Regions from separate parts of the Mus musculus genome. Here region 1 is linked to region 2. The links are chromatin contacts, called in public HiChIP or PLAC-seq maps. All regions are on one chromosome and are shown on one strand. The core of a region is the stretch at or near the end of the contact, and the rest is flanking DNA. Distances in the headings are between cores, read along the strand shown. Region 1 overlaps Pkig (protein kinase inhibitor, gamma). Region 2 has its middle 21 kb from the start of Ttpal.

The links. HiChIP or PLAC-seq counts read pairs in DNA pulled down with a chosen protein or histone mark.
Region 1: an H3K27ac HiChIP or PLAC-seq map of acute myeloid leukemia shows a contact between it and region 2, with 2.4 times the contacts expected there. The contact joins two enhancer-like sites. A contact is called at or near these places in 1 of 39 promoter capture datasets (second pharyngeal arch cranial neural crest), 5 of 15 datasets of contacts at CTCF or cohesin (CD8 T cells, the G1E-ER4 cell line, the NIH/3T3 cell line and 2 more), 63 of 484 Hi-C or Micro-C datasets (B cells, the C2C12 cell line, CD4 T cells and 36 more), 14 of 115 datasets of contacts at active chromatin or transcription factors (the 230-238 cell line, the HPC-7 cell line, acute myeloid leukemia and 9 more) and 2 of 9 other capture datasets (embryonic stem cells and embryonic tail).

What each region holds. Positions count from the first base shown.
Region 1 is chr2:163,715,070-163,719,699 of GRCm38.p6, forward strand. All of the region lies in intron 2 of Pkig (protein kinase inhibitor, gamma), which reads left to right. Among named protein-coding and RNA genes, the nearest start is that of Gm16316, 25 kb to the left of the region's middle. Within about 2 kb of position 1,557, at least 75 of the 459 cell types and tissues checked have an H3K27ac peak or open chromatin away from gene starts, as enhancers often do. A contact at or near this core is called in acute myeloid leukemia and bone marrow-derived macrophages, where this site is marked.
Region 2 is chr2:163,578,769-163,583,379 of GRCm38.p6, forward strand. No RefSeq gene overlaps it. Among named protein-coding and RNA genes, the nearest start is that of Ttpal, 21 kb to the right of the region's middle. Within about 2 kb of position 1,728, at least 50 of the 459 cell types and tissues checked have an H3K27ac peak or open chromatin away from gene starts, as enhancers often do. A contact at or near this core is called in acute myeloid leukemia and bone marrow-derived macrophages, where this site is marked.

The DNA of each region.
Region 1 (4,630 bases), core at 307-2,806, 140 kb after region 2:
GCCTTTAATCCCAGCACTTGGGAGGCAGAGGCAGGTGGATTTCTGAGTTTGAGGCCAGCCTGGTCTACAGAGTGAGTTCCAGGACAGCCAGGGCTACACAGAGAAACCCTGTCTCAAAAAACAAAACGAAAGAGAGAGAGAGAGAGAGAGAGAGAGAGAGAGAGAGAGAGAGAGAGTAAACAAAGGAGCCAAGTGAAATGTCAGAAGGGAAGGTTTACTGATAGCTCAGCCACAGTGGGGCACAGTAATGGTTTATTAATTGGTGCTTCTCATGTCTCATGGAACTTTCCAGCCCTTCTGAGCCCATATGCTCACCTCATCTTCACTTCAGCCCATGAACTTCAGGGTGCTTTGGTTATTCCCAAGTGCAGGGGCAAAGGGTGATGGCCAGTGTGTCCCAGGCGGTAAGAGGGGAGGCTGGCTTGACAGAGGCATTAGATGAGTTGCCCTACAGCACACCTGCAGTCCCTGAACTGGTGATGTCACCAGGGACTGGTGATAGCAGTGAGTTCTGCACTAGGCAATAGGGCCTGTGGAGTCTAGAACCTTGGGTGGTGGTAGTGGTGGTGGTGATGTTACTACTTATGATCAGGTCTTACTATGTCACCCTGGCTGGTCTGGAACTCTGTGTAGGCCAGGCTGGCCTCCGACTCACAGAAATCCACCTACCTCTGCCTCCTGGAATTGAAGGTGACCCTCTAGCAATCTTTGAGCTTTAGTTTTTCCAAGTAACAACAGTCTTTTCTAGATGGACTCTCTCTCTGGAGAGCCTCTCAGTTTAACTCTCCATAACTTTTTGTTAATTGTTGAGCACCTGCTATGGACCAGGCCCTGTCATTTCCTGAGTGCATCCAAACTGCTTCTCTGCTGGAGATGTGCAGTGGGCCAGGGCCGAGCAACACAGACCCCCATGTTGGTGACGGTTTATCAAGAACATTCTTGTGTCAGTTGATATGAGCAGATCAGTGTGCGTGTCGCACTTTATGGGTCTCCTGTGGCCCGGGTTGGCTTTGAATTTACTGTATAGTCAAGAATGCCCTTACACTTTTGATCCTCCTGCCTCCATCTCCTGAGTGCTAGGATTGCAGGCACGCACAGTCACACTCAGCTTTGCTTTACTCTCTCATTGAACGGTTCTGAGTCAGGTGCCGCCACAAGCCTGACTACTTTCCTGAGTGTCCCTCTTGCCAACAGAGGAGGACCTGAGGGGGAGCCAGAGGTAGAGTTAGGCCAGCTTGTGTGGGAAAAGGGCAGGTTTAGGAGACCAGGGTGCTTAGGCCTATGCACCCAAGTGAGTCCTGTGAGAGAGGAAACTAAGGGGAGGCCAGAGCTGAGGGCCATAGAGTTTTCTCTCAGGCAACAATTGAGGTTGCTCCTTGCCCAGGAAGGAAGATGCTGCTGCTGTTCCTAATGGTGTCACCCAGGTGTCTCACCTCTGCACGAGAGAGTCGATGCTGAGCGAGTGGATGGGCAGGCCATGGGACAGAGAGGTGGAGAGTGTGAAGGACAGCGTGGGTGCCGGCCAGCTGAGAGGAACGGGGATGAGCTGAGAAGTCACTCCACTCCCCAGCTTCAATTTCCTCATTTCTCAAGTGGAGGCTAGAGGACTTGTGTGCACAGTGTGCTGTCAGTGATCCAGCCTGGCCACTCAGGAGGAGGACTTAGGCTATTAATAGTTAGTTTTAATTCAGTAAGTATGAAGTACCCACTGCGTGCAGGCACTGGAACAGCCTTGAGGGTACAAAGACAAGAGCAATGGTGTTCACTCTCGGTGAAGGAGACTACAGAAGAATGAAAGTGGTCTTTAAACTCTTGAATCTGTATAATAAGGTCTGTCTTGTGCGGCTGAGCGTGGTCCACTCAAGTCTTGATTTAGCAGCACAAGGTGGCTTGAAATGGGAGGGAAGATAAAAGAGCCTCTGGACTGAGAGCACAGAGCCTTTGATGTGGCCGCTCTGCTTTTAAGGGAAGAAACTCCAGGTCTTTGGGGAGGGTAATTAAATCAGTCTGCAGCTGTGCCTGCCCGCAGAGGATCCTGCAGCTGCTAACGGCAGCTGAAGGCTGGGTGGACTTTGGATATGTTTGTAGTGTTTTGATATAATCGTTGCACAGAGTTTCAGGGTAATTTGGATTTGTTTTTAAGACATATGCTTGGATGAAGAAAAGCAAGATGAAAAAGAAAAAGTTTTGGCCAGTCATGATAGTGCATGCCTATAATCTGAGCATCTGCAAAGCTGAGGCAGGAGGATTGCTGTGAGTTGGAGGCCCACCTAGGGTATATAGTGAGTTCCAGCCCAGCCCTGGTCCACAGTGTGAGACCCTTTCTCAAAAAGAAAAGGAGAGATGCCCAGCAAAATGGTTTAGTGGGGGAAAGGCTCTTGCGTCGCAGGCCTGACAACCTGAGTTCAGACCCTAGAGTGCACAGAAAGGTTCCCCAAAGAGGTCCTCTGATCTCCATAGAAGCATCGTGCTCCACACACATGCCATGGACACACAGTAATAGATGAAGAAATGGACAAACGAGAAATTTCTTTACAAAAGACATAAGAAAGAAGGGAGGGGTTTTGTGTATCACACAGACATTTCTGGAAGGACCCAAGATATAGTGTGCTGAGGGAGAGTGTCTGGAGTAGGTGGAGACACCCAGGCCTTGCATCTTTCCATTTGTACCTTTTGAGTTTTATTTCTCATCCACACATAATTGATAACTTATGGGCTAGAGTGTAGTTGAATGATAGAACAGTTGCCTAGCATGCAGAAGGCCTTGGGTCACATCTCCAGCACTAATAATAATAATAATAATAAAAACAAAGCCATTTCCCAAAAGAAGATTGAAAAGGTAAGTCAGGTATGGTACATATTATCTCAGCAGTTGGGAAATAGAGGCTGGAAGATCAGGAGTTTAAGGCCAGCCTTGTTTATGTTTTGAGTTCAAAGCCAGCTTGGGTTGCATGAGACCCAGTCTCAAAAATGTAGAGTAATATTATATATATATATGTATATATATATACACACTTAAAAATCAATCTTGCTGGCTCTGGTGGCCTGGTGCACACTGGTAGGATTTGTTGGAGGATGTGGAGGCAGGAGGATCCTGAGTTTGAGGAAAGCCAGACTGTAGTAGCTCATACCTTTAATCCCAGCACCTGGGAGGCAGAGGCAGGTGGATCTCTAAGTTTGAGGCCAGCCTGGTCTACAGAGTGAGTTCCAGGACAGCCAGGGCTACACAGAGAAGAAGTTTTGAAAAACAAACAAACAAACAAACAAACAAACAAAAAAGTTACTCATATATGACTATATGATTTTATTTCACTTCCAGCATAAATGAACATTTTCTCATGCTTGTCTGTCTGTCTGTTGGGATGGCATCTTGCTATGTACCTCAGGCTAGCCGGACCCAAGGTCATCCTCCCTTGGCATCAAGTAGCTGTAATTCTAGGCCTAGGCTACCATAGTGTGAAGAATACAGTCATGGAAGACAGTAAATTTGAGTGTTTGTGTGTTGAGCTGGAAACTCCCCAGAGCTGTGTTTGGAGCCATGGTCCCTAAGGATGAATGAAGATGGGTGCTTTCCAGGATTGGGTTTGGGACTTGGCAGTGCCAACAGCATCAGCTTTCTGCCAGGGTGGCTCAAAGGTCAGACATAGCAAGAGCAAGTTTAAAGCCCTAGGGAGTCTGTCCTAGTGAGAGGCCAGCAGGTGGCTTAGCAGGTAATTCATCTTCTGGTGTCAGATCCTGGAGAGAGCAACAACGGTGGAGCACTCCGGCAGTCAGAGCCTTCCCTGCAGTCCCTGGGGTCACTCTGTCATCCCACAGATAGGGAATGGAGGAGAGGATGGGTGGGTGGGCAGGTGGGCGGGTGAAAAGCTGTGTGATCCAGGTGTATTTATAGCGCACTCCTCTGTAGCAGGTGCCGAGCCCAGCATCTTGGAAGGAAGCAGCAGAGTGGGTTTGGCTCAGCTGCCAAGATCAGGCCTCTCAGTCTGGTGCAGTGACAATCCAGACACAAATCTCTTTTCATGGAACTGACGTTCTCGATGGAAAAGAGCTGAGCAAAGAGGCTACAGCAGATGGTGTGGGCTACCCAGGGTTTGACCCACCCCATGGGCAGCTGGTGTCACCTGGGGAAACATCTGAGCCTAGGAAGCACATGGACTGGCCTGAGACCTTTCCAAGTCAAGTTATAAAGTTACACACACACAGTGCTTATCTACGGGGTGGGGCCATTGAGAGTGATGGACGTGAGCAAGTGCCTGGTGACTGTCCTCACCACTCTTTGTGCTGCAGTCTCATCATTGTAGAGTGTCATCACCATTGCAACAGGCTCTGCCGAGGCTTTGAACAGTTTCCCCAGAGGAAGGGGAGGCAGTGTGAGCAGCAGAAGGAACCACCTCCAGGAGTTCGCTCTGGTCTCCCCACACACTAAGAAAGACAGGCAGGGAGCGCCATCTGCTGGGTGCAGAGGGCACTTCCTTACACAGAATTTTGCTTCTGCCTCATTTGGAAACCCAAAGAGGGGCAGGGTCTTTGCTTGAGAGAATTGGCTATGAAATCTAATGTATGGTCTGGTCCCTGGATAATTACCGAGTTCCTTCCTTAGAATCATGGTTCTCTTCACTCTAGACTATTG
Region 2 (4,611 bases), core at 478-2,977:
TGGTGAAGGGGGAGGTCCACTGCAAGGACCCCTGCTAGCTAGCAGCAAGGAAATGGTGACCTCAGTCCCAGAACCATGAGGAGCTGAAAGTCAGCCAACAACACAGGTGGGATGTATCTGTCCTTAGAGCCTCCAGTTAGGGATGCAAGCTGCTGGCAGTGGGATCTAAGACACAGTAATGCCCGGCCCATACTTCTGAGCTAAGGTCGCAGAGGTAGCTAATGGATGTTACTTGACTGCGTTGGGGACCTCCAACAGAGAAGAAATGAGAGAAGATCATTTTGGGATATTTGAGGAGACTGATCAAGAACCTGTTGTTGTGGAGGAAGGAAGAGAAACCATCACAGCAGGTGGTGGCAGCTCCTAGGGATGGTAGGAGGAAGAGCGGAGGAGCCACCCATTTGAGTTGACCTTTGCCTGTATTACCTGAGATGTCAATGAACCGCCTACAGAAACACTGAATATCTGAGTCTTGAGTCTAGGGGGATGTTGGAGCTGGAGATGGGAAATCCACATCAAGTTGAGCAGGGTGGTATTTGCCTGTTGTGGAAGGACTCAGGAAACTGTGGGAGGTGAATCAAGATTCTGGGGCTGGACAGTGAAAGAAGTCTTACCAGAGAGAAAGAGGGAAAGTGAGGGGGAGGGGAGGTGAAAGAGAAGAAGAGGGAGAGGGAGAGGGAGAGGGAGAGGGAGAGGGAGAGGGAGAGGGAGAGGGAGAGAGAACAAATTACCAGATGTTCAAGAAAGGCAATACCACAAGGGCAGATGAAGCAGCCAGAGGCTGGGAATGGAGGTGCCCAGGGGACCCAGTTTGGATGCTTTGACATCTTGACTGGATGTGAGCACAAGACTTTAAGCATTTACCAAGACTTTTAGAAACATAAGAGTTAGCAGGGTCCATTTTGATGACTGAGGCAGGGGCGTTCAACTGTGGCTTGATCTCATTTAAATGGGTGTAGATAGCAAGGAGGTGAAAGGCGAGGGCTTGTCTTGGGCCAGACTACATGATGGCTGGGAAAAGAATCCAACAAAAGCAGACAGGGTAGAAGTCAATGGTTAAAGAAAAAGCTTCAAGCTTTTTCCTGCTGTACAGTGTATGCTATGTATACACACACACACACACACACACACACACACACCACCCAAGTCTACGTGGATCTCAATTAGGCTGTTGGGAGGTTAAATGAGTTTTTATTATGCAGAGGAAGGGAAGCAACTTTGCCTGAATCTATAGCCAGTACTATGTGGCACAGTTTAAAAAAAAAAAAAAAAGCCACAAGCTGTTATGTTTCATATACCATTCCAAATGAGTAAGTGAATGAATGAGTGAATGAGTGAATGAATGAATGAGTGAATGAGTGAGTGAGTGAGTGAGTGAGTGAATTCTGGAATGAGTGATTGTCACTGTACTCCAGGCACTGAGGCCTCACCAGCACACTCAGGCTGAGGCTATGAGAACGTGGTATTTTTAGAGAAGTGGGAGCCATAAAACTTGTACAGTCCCCAACGCCCAGCCCTTCCTCCTAAGCTCTGAGATTGTGCCCGGCCTTGGGAAGGGCTCCTCAGCCTTATCTTGGGAAGAGTGAAACTGTAAAACTCTTTATGGCTTTGAGATCATGTCTGGCAGGAGCAGCGATTGTTGCCATAAACCCAAGCTGGCCCTGCTAGGAGGGCGATGCCCTGGGTTGCAAGGAGTCAGGGGAGAGTTGAGCAATGCCAAGGGAGTGGCTGCCACTGAGCCGAGCTCTTCTGGGGCCTGTGAACTAGAGTCCGTCACAGATTTAGCCCACGCTGCCCCTGGCTGGCACTTATGTTTTTTTTTAAAGTTCGCTGTGCCTCTTTCCATGTTATGATGTCATTGAAATTAGAATCATGAACTCCACTGTGGCTGTTGGCTAAATCAGATGACGGCTGTGACTGGCTGGCTCTGATCATTTTTTCCCCTGTGCTCATACTGAATAGCTGTACCTTTTTCTGTTTTATCTCCAGTGACATTAGGGCATTTGACAAAGGGCCATGAACCATAGCAATTTCTGGAAACCTTCCATTGATAAGAACACATGTGCCCCTGCAGCTGCAGAAGCAGCGGTAAAGCATCAAGAGATGGCCCAGAGCAATCCCTCTAGAAAGGCCGCCTGACAGAGATGCCAACCAGTGTGCACATTGGCAAGCGAGGATTATGGGGAATGACGACTCTAGAAGGCAAAGGGACCCAGATGGACCTGGATGGTGGCTGCAGGGTCTGGGGAACTCTTTATTAAATAGGTTCTTCTTGTATTTTCCTCTCTTTTGCATTTCCCCCCATGCAGCCCAGGCTAGCCTCCAACTCTCTGTGTAGCTGAGAATGGCCTTGTATCTCTCTTCCTCTGCCTCCCAAGTGCTAGGATTATAGGTGTGCCCCACAATGTCTGGCTCATGTGATGCTTGGGATGGAAATGGGGACCTAAGCTAGGTACACACGCACCCACTAATGGGCTACACACCTGGCCCAGCGTTTTTATTTTTCTGGATAAACAAGAGAGATATATGGATCACTAGGAGCCTGGTACGGTTGCTCGAGCCTATACTCTTAGCACTTAAGAGGCTATCCTGGGCTACATAGTGAGTCTGAGCCAGCCTAGGCTTGCTTCATAGTAAGACTTTATGTCAAAAAGAGGAAAAAAACATAGAGAAGAAAATTTAAAAAGAAGAAAAGAAAGGGAAAGAAGGAGTCAGAGGCAACAGAGAGACCTATAAAAATGTCTGGGAGTGTTGTCACGTGTGGGTTCAGCATGTGCGAGGCCTCAGTACCACCCAGACCAAAAAAAAAAAATTACAAAATACAAATATACAGCAACTGCAACCCAAAGATTTAAAAATCTCATCTTTAAGAATTCGGGAGTGGGGTGGGGTGGCCTATAAGATGGCTGTCTTGGGTCAGTCAGGGTTACTACTGCTGTGATGAAACATTATAACCAAAACCAACGTGGGGAGGAAAGGGTTTATTTGGCTTACATCTCCCAACTCACAGTCTATTGAGGGAAGCCAAGGGAGGAACTCACACAGGGCAGGGACCTGGAGGCAGGAGCTGGCGTGGAGGGGCGCTGCTTACTGGCTTGCTTCTTGTGGCTTGCTCAGCCTGCTTTCTTATAGAACCCAGGACCACCAAAAATGGTCTGGGCTCTCCTCTATCAATCACTAATTAAGAAAATGCCCTACAGGCTTGTCAACAGCCTGATCTTGGGGGGGGGTGCGTTTTCTCAGTTGAGGTTCCTTCCTCTCAGATCACTCTACACTGTATCAAGGTCACATAAAACCACGCGGCACAATGGCTGACCGAGGAAAGGTTTTCCTGCCACCAGGCACAACAGCGTGAGTCCAATTCCAGAGACCTGCAATGGTCAGGGGAGAGAACCAACTCTTGCAGGTTATCTTCTGGCCTCCAGCCTTGTGCGATGGCTCTCCCTCCTAATAAATCAGTATAATAAAATTAAAAAGAGGTCTTTCCAGAGTTAGAAAGGTTAGGTCTGGCTATGTAGCCCCATCCAGACTCAAACTGAAAATCCTCCTGTCTCAGATCCATGCGGCCTTAGGTTACACCGGGCTCCAGAAGTTCTCTTAACAAACGTAAAATTCAGCCGAGCAGTGGTGGCGCACGCCTTTAATTCCAACACTTGGGAGGCAGGGGCAGGCAGATTTCTGAGTTTGAGGCCAGCCTGGTCTACAGAGTGAGTTCCAGGACAGCCGGGGCTACACAGAGAAACCCTGTCTCGAAAAACCAAAAATTAAATAAATAAATAAATAAAAATTCTAAGTGACAAGCAAGTACCATGTCACCATTTGATTGGCAGAGTTTTCTTTCTAAGTAGTAAGCAAAATGCTGGTCCCTCTTACAACCAAAGCACCTCATCTCAACCGCTTCTGCCTTACCCAAAGGCAAAGGCCAGATGACTGACAGAGCCAACCTCTCAGTAACCCCTGTGCTCTCTCAGTGCCCAGGCCTGAGTCAGTGCACAGTAGCCACTAGGTCATTCTTCCCTCAGTCTTGTCCCAGATGGACTATTACCGACTCTGCTGTCCAAGGCACTCTGAGAAAAGGTGAGCTGCCCTGTTGTTCAGGACTCCCGTAGAGAAGGATTCCTGGTAGACCAACCACCCTGTGTCTCACTGCCCTTACCAGTCTAGCTAAGCCTGGCCCCAACTACCCTGTCACACATGGCCTTCATGGCCTCCTCAGGATGCTGGCTTAGTGTGTGTGCCTAGAGAGGTTGCACCTTTTGTGACCAACGTGTTCTTTGATCAGTCAATGGGACTGAATTATCCCTTACTGTCTGCCAGTTGAGGCAAGTAAGACTCTGAGAGGTTGTGGGACTCTCCTGAGGCCACAGTGTCAGGAAGAGCTCTAGAATCTACATCCTATTCCCTCAGTTCTTGGATTGAGATGAGCAAGTAGGACAAGAAGCTTCAAAATTGAGTAGGAAGAAACAGACGTGTGCGTGTATGTGTGTGTGTGCGTGTGCGTGTGTGCGTGTGCACGTGTGTGTGTGTGTGTGGTCCAAGTCTCTGCCTGGGGGGGAGGGGGTCTTGCCAAGATGGCACAGTTCTGGGAAAGTTGTACTCAGGGCCACAGCT